Regions from separate parts of the Pan troglodytes genome. Here region 1 is linked to region 2. The links are chromatin contacts, called in public HiChIP or PLAC-seq maps. All regions are on one chromosome and are shown on one strand. The core of a region is the stretch at or near the end of the contact, and the rest is flanking DNA. Distances in the headings are between cores, read along the strand shown. Region 1 holds the start of SOX3 (SRY-box transcription factor 3). Region 2 holds the start of HAPSTR2 (HUWE1 associated protein modifying stress responses 2).

Region 1 (3,297 bases), core at 489-2,988, 420 kb after region 2:
GGAACTCAGGAGGAGGAGTGGGGGCTGTTTTTTCTTTGCAAATAACACAGCGATTCCCAGCCTACAAAGGTGAAAGAAGGAGCAGCGGCGTGGGGCAAGAGAGCTCTCTAGAAGTCCCATTTTCGCTGCTCCTGACTTATTTTTGCTTTTGTACAAAACCCGACAGCTACAGCAAAACTTTCAGTCCTCCTCATCATCGGTACAAGGCAACAGTCCCAGGCAAGCAAAGCTAAACAAGGCGTCCCAACTTGGGGGTGCGGGGCGGGAGTGGGGGTGGGGGTGGGGAACTAGGGTGGACGAGCGCAGGCCGGTGCTCAGATGTGGGTCAGCGGCACCGTTCCGTTGACTGCAGTCCCGGCGCCCTGGTAGTGCTGGTGCACGCCGTGCAGGCGACCGCCGGGCAGCGGAGAGGCGGCGTCGGCCGCGTCCCCGCCGGGTGGCAGGTACATGCTGATCATGTCGCGCAGGTCGCCGAGGCACGCGCGCTGAGAGTGCGATGCGATGGCGGGCGGCGGCGAGCTGGGCTCAGACTTCACTACCGAGCCCATGGGGCCCAGGCTCATGGCGGCTGCGGCCGCAGCTGCGGCCGCGGCGGTGGCGGGCTGCTGCCCGTAGGCGGCGGCCGCGGCTGCTGTGGCTGAGGGCGCCATGCCCCCGTAGCCCGAGGCGGCGGCGGCCGCGGCAGCGACGTTCATGTAGCTCTGAGCGCCGGGCGGCATCATTGGGCTGTACTGCAGGCCGGCCATGTCGTAGCGGTGCATCGGCGGCAGCGCGGGCGGCGGCGGCGGGCTGCTCATGCTCGGGGGCTGCGCGTAGCCCAGCTGCTCCTGCACCAGCGAGTACGCGCCGTTGGCCCAGCCGTTCACGTGCGTGTACGTGTCCAGGCGCTGGCCCACGCCCACCGGACTGCTGGCGGCAGCGGCTGCGGCCGCGGCAGCGGCGGCGGCGGCCGCGGCACCGGGAGGCAGGAGGCCGCTGGGCAGGGAGTACTTATCTTTCTTGAGCAGCGTCTTGGTCTTGCGGCGCGGTCGGTACTTGTAGTCCGGATACTCCTTCATGTGCACGGCGCGAAGTCGCTTGGCCTCGTCGATGAATGGTCGCTTCTCAGCGTCGGTCAGCAGTTTCCAGTCGGCGCCCAAGCGCTTGCTGATCTCAGAATTGTGCATCTTGGGGTTCTCCAGGGCCATTTTGCGCCGCTGCCCGCGGGACCATACCATGAAGGCGTTCATGGGCCGTTTCACACGGTCCTGGTCTGTACCCCCGCCACCTCCGCTCGCACCACCGCTGCTGCCGCCGCCCGAGTTCGCGCCGCCGGCTGCGTTCGCACCACTCTTGCCTGCGCCTCCCGGGGCTGCGGGGCCGCCGGTGCCCGCCGCTTGTGTGGGTGTCCCTACGGGGTTCTTGAGTTCAGTCTCCAGAAGGCTGTACATTGCCGGGGCGGGAAGAAGGTGCGCCAGCGTGGCGGGAGGAGAAGGCGCTCCGGGGGCTGGAGCGGCCACGGTGAAAAGGCCCTGGGACTCCGTCGGAGCGGAGCTTGGGGGCCTGTGGGCCAGCGAGTCCGGCGGGAAGGGTAGGCTTATCAAAATGCTCCGCGCCAAGTCAGCAGGAACCCGCGGGCTTCTCGCACCTGATGCGTTCTCTCGAACAGGTCGCATTCACAGTCTGCCTGGGCTCTAGCTGGGCCCCTTATATACCTGCTCGGATCCCCCGGGGTTGGGGCTTGGTCCGCCCCTCGCAACCCGGAGGACCCGTGATTGACAGGTTCGCAGTGATGCGCCCTGGCCAATCATTACCGAGCCCCCGTTCGGCCTGGTTGGAAAAAAAAAAGTTCGGGGAGCCCTTTCGTTCACCCCACGCCCCTCTTTGGCCTAGTGACGTGGTAAGAGTTACTTAGGAGGCGGGAGTCCACGAGGCCCACTCAGAGGCCACCAATTAGGGTTTCAAAAAGTTTGAAAGAACGAAACCTGAGGAGGTGACGGGGGGATGGGGGAGGGGGGAGGGGGCACGCAAGCAGATTGGGGGGAGGGGGCAGAGGGGCGCCTTCGGAATTTAGAAAACAACTTTGCAACCCTGTCAAGGCAGACCGGCGCCCCATCCCCCGGCCAGCCCGCAAAGCTTCCCGTTGTCTGCACGGAGGTTTTCTGGCCGCTTCTGCTGCCAGCGCTAGGAACGCAGGGCACCACCAGCTACCCAGGCCGGCTTAGGGACTCCAGGCTCATTGGAAGTGCTCCTGGCTGCGTCTCCAAGAAGCTCTCCCTGGAATTGGCCGCTGGTTGTCCAGATCTTTCTCTAGGAGGGCCAGTGCGTCCAGGACGCAGCGTGGGTCAGGGGCCCGGGCATGGGAGACAGGCTTCAGGACTGCGGGGTGCATTCAGCTGTGAGGCTCTTGGGGGTTTGCAGGAGGGCGGGCAAGCAGTCAGTCGCCCGTCTCCTGAGCCTGTCGGAGGCGCTCGCACAAGGTGGTGTGGAAAGTATGTGTGGGACGTAGGGGGTGAACTGGCCTCCGCTCTCTCGATCCTGGCCCCCGCTTAGCGGCCCCTTTTTGTCTCTGCTCTGTGGCCATTTCGGTTTTTCCAGTCCGATGCCCCTGAGGGGGAGGGTCGGGCCCCTTGGAAAATCCGTTTTCATGGCAACACGGAGCCTCTCAGAGTGAAAGAAAAGTTTCTTGGAGGGGGGAACGTTGGCCGGAGCGGAGCCGAGGCCGTCCTCCGGGCGAACCGCCGGGCCCCCTCCACTGCCCCCGCACCTGCCGGGACCGCTGAGCGCTACTCTGGGCGCGCAGCCTCGCCGCCTCCCCCGGGAGCAGGCTCTGCTAACGGATTCCGTCCGTCTCTTTTATTGTTTTAGAGACTTCCTGAGATTCGGAGCGGGACATTCACTTGCTTGTTGGGTTATCTGCCAAAGACTAGCGGCGCGGGAACTCTGGCTGCGGGGAGAGGAAACCCCGATAATCGCCACTGCCAGCTGAAGCGAGTGGCACAGCGTTTGAAACTCTCGGAGCAGCCCGAGGTAGCGAGTGGGAATGAGAAGCCATCCCGGCAGATTTGGCAGAAACTAAAATAAGGTGTCCATACGGTGTGGGGTCTCGCCCCGCCATCATCCCTAGCCCCGTGGAAAGGTGGGGAACTAAACGGAAAGCATAATCTTAAGTGGGTGGGGGGTGCATGGGGGAATCCCAGGTTTCTAGCGTCTTAGCGTTAATGCAAGACCAGGCGATCCCGGGACTTCTGCACGCTGGGCTCTTCCCCCTTTCTCTCCACGAATTAAAAAGTACGCCTCTTCGGCTTGTTAGTGGGG
Region 2 (3,218 bases), core at 205-2,704:
GTCCTACTGTCAGTCACTTTGGTCTAAGCTTTTTACTTAGAGAAAATAAAACAAAAACATGTGCCTGTGATAATAACTGTGATGCACCAGATGTGGGCAACCCTCAAAGCTCTGCAAACCTGCTTACTCCTTGGCCATGAAGTATTAATATTTCAGGTCTGGTGAGGGGTGGGGGATGAAGTAGGGTCTGCCTTCTTGGTTTCTTCCACAATATATATTTTTTAACATAAAAGAATGAGAAACGTATCTCTCCTCTTAGGCTGATCTTAGGTCTTTTGCCTCATCCTTCGTTTATGTAAATGAGAAGAGTCCAATTACACATATGGAAAAAGGGTTTAATGAATCGTGAAAAAGCCCGGTTTGCAGAGAAAGGGCACAATTCACTCTTCTTCTCTTCTAAATTTAACTTAGAAACATGTATTTCTTTTAAGGGAGATGATAAAACTTAATGATAATTTTATTTTATGTACTAATTTTCATTCTTGGGAATTATTAGACATATTTTGCTAGAAGAGTTAGCTTTATTTATGTCTGTAAGGCTTTCTGGATACTTAGCAATTATTCCACAACAAAAACTGCAAAATTCTAACTTTTTTCTCTAAATCTTAAAAATGATTACGTTAGTTCCTCCAACTTTTGATGTTATTTTTAGCTCAGTGATTTTTTTTTTTTTTTTTTTTTGCTTTTAACACAGTTTGCTCTGGAATTGTCTGCACTGAAAAAAGATTGCATTATTACAAGGGATTTGTTATTGAACCCAAGGAAATGACGTTAGTGTTCCATACCGTTTTAGCTTAATTTTGGTATTATTATGATGTTTTAACTAGCTAGAATTTTTAGGGTTTTGGAAATTAGTTTTTTTTTTGTCCTTTTTTTCCTAAAAGGGACTGAACTTTATATTAGAACAGAAAATCTCGTGTTTGAGCATTCATTTTTATTTCCTTTTTTCTTTCCCCTTGCTCCTTCATCTTGGGATTTTCAATAGTTGAGAGTCCACACAGAATCCACTCTCCACCCCATTTTTCTTAATGACAAAAACCTTTGCAAGAATGAAGGGGGAATCAACACCATTTCTGACCGTTACTCTTGTAATTTGATAAGTATGAAACTAACCCCGAAGTAGTGCTTTGCAGGGACAGCAGGAAAGTTCTCAATCAGGACTGGAGCACTTTCCGGAGACCTAGTTTAACAACTTCAACGGGCACTTGGGGAAACTGAGGCCCAAGAAGACGAGGCAGGCACTTTCCCTGTGATTTTTTTTCTTCTACAAAATACTACTTTCGTCCACGGAAAACACTTTTCTCGGGCACCTAGTGTGGGGAGGACATTGCTAGGGTCCAGACTGCCTGCCTACCCACGAGGGCCGCGCTCTTTCCACTTTTATTCCCCCGGCCTCCCCGGATCGGCGCCCTGGATGTGATCGACACCATGAAGTTGCCCCATAATCCTCTCTGGCAACATAGGATGTAAAATTTGATCAGCTCATTGGATGAAGCCGACAAGTCCCAAAAATGTGTGAAAAGGGGGCCAAGAGGTAGGCAGGCGCCGCGTTGAGGCAGCGCTCCTGCCAGCCCCCCTCCGAGTTATCGGTGCTGCAGCCGCGGCGCAAGCGGGGGCTGGGACCGAGCTGCGGGGCCGCAGCGGCGGCGGCGACCGAGGCGGCGGCGGCGGCGGCGGCGGCTGGGAGGCCGCGGCGCCATGGGGGGGCCGTAGGAGCGGACCGTGGGGCCGGAAGGGGGCATCGCGGCGGCGCCGGCGGCTGCGGGGTTATCTCCGCGGCCGCGAAGGCAGCATCCACGCCGTTGCGGGTGGCTGAGCCGGCGGGCGGGGCGGGGCGTGCACCAGGGCCGCGGGCGACTAGCGCTGTAGCAGTTGGCCTCAGGGCCCCGCCGCCTGCGCGCCCGCCCGCCCGCCCGCAGGGCGGCGCACGCGAAGGAGGCGGCGGCCGCAGAAGGAGGCGGGGAGCTCGGAGCAGGAGGTGAGGAGGTGGAGGACCAAGAGTAGGCAGCAGCGGCGGCGGCGGAGGAGGAGGCGGTGGTGGAGGTGCGCGGCCTGAAGAGGAGGATGGAGGAGCAGCAGAAGGAGGGCGAGGCCGAGGTCGCGGAGCACTGGTTTTCCAAGTGGGAGCGCCAGTGCCTGGCTGAGGCCGAGCAGGAGGAGCAGCTGCCCCCCGAGCTGCAGGAGGAGGCGGCTGCAGAGTTGGCAGGGCTCAAGAGCGAGAAGCAGAAGCTGTGGCACCTCTTCCAGGTCTCGGCCACCGCCGTTGCTCAGCTTTACAAGGATTCTGGGTGCCAACAGCAAGGACTTTCCATGTGGGACCCCTTCCAGAATGCGGCCATGGCCGTGACCAGCCTCTACAAAGAGAGTGGGGATGCCCACCAACGAAGTTTTGACTTGGGTGTCCAGGTTGGCCACCAGCGTCGCATCAAAGATGTGCTGGAGTGGGTGAAAAAGGGCCGGAGCACCATTCGTCGCGAAGACTTGATTAGCTTCCTGTGTGGCAAAGTGCCCCCCGCTCCTCCTCCACCTCGCACTCCTAGGACACCCCCGAAGCCACCCACTGGGGTCACCAGCCAGGCTGTGGCAACTGAGTCCAGCTCATCGGTGGACGTCGACCTGCAGCCCTTCCAGGAGGCGATCGCCCTGCATGGCCTCAGTGGTGCTATGGCCGGCATCAGCATGCGATCGGGCGACTCGCCTCAAGACAGCGGTGTCGCCAGCAGTGGGCGCCGAAAAAGTAGCTTCTTGGAGGACGACTTGAATCCCTTCGACTCAGAGGAACTGGCCCTCCACCTGGACAGTGGGGGGATCCGTAAGCGCACCTCGGCCCAATGCAGTGATGGCATCACAGACTCCCCAATCCAAAAGCGCAACCGAATGGTCTAAACTGCCTCATTGGTTGCCTGCCGCCATATTGCTTGAGAGTGAACTCAACCGTCGACATGCTTGTCTAAAGGTTACTGGAGACCATTTTTCTTCCCTTCTCTAAGTTAAACAAAGATTTCTAACAATTTTGCCATAAAGAAACTTTAAAAGTATTCCAGAAGAGGCTTCATATGACTCTGACTTTCCGAAAAATATAATCCTAGCAGAGAACAAATATGTAGTAGTTAGCAGGATCATTTAAAGCAAACGTATCTGGTCAAGGCAGGAGTCTGATCTATCTTGTTCATAGTTATATTCCTCAGCACCTAGCACAGTTCCAGGTGCTCAATAAA

Evidence for each region. HiChIP or PLAC-seq counts read pairs in DNA pulled down with a chosen protein or histone mark.
Region 1: a contact with region 2 is called in an H3K4me3 HiChIP or PLAC-seq map of stem cell-derived excitatory neurons, with 8 times the contacts expected there. The contact joins the promoter of SOX3 here to the promoter of HAPSTR2 in region 2. A contact is called at or near these places in 1 of 1 datasets of contacts at active chromatin or transcription factors (stem cell-derived excitatory neurons) and 1 of 1 other capture datasets (stem cell-derived neural stem cells).

Annotation. Positions count from the first base shown.
Region 1 is chrX:137,967,637-137,970,933 of NHGRI_mPanTro3-v2.0_pri, forward strand. It overlaps SOX3 (SRY-box transcription factor 3), which reads right to left and starts at 1,739. Exons shown (of 1, transcript XM_001143467.7): 1 at 1-1,739. The coding sequence starts at 1,655. The coding sequence ends at 315.
Region 2 is chrX:137,552,401-137,555,618 of NHGRI_mPanTro3-v2.0_pri, forward strand. HAPSTR2 (HUWE1 associated protein modifying stress responses 2) reads left to right here and starts at 1,455. Exons shown (of 1, transcript XM_009439714.5): 1 at 1,455-3,218. The coding sequence starts at 2,065. The coding sequence ends at 2,886.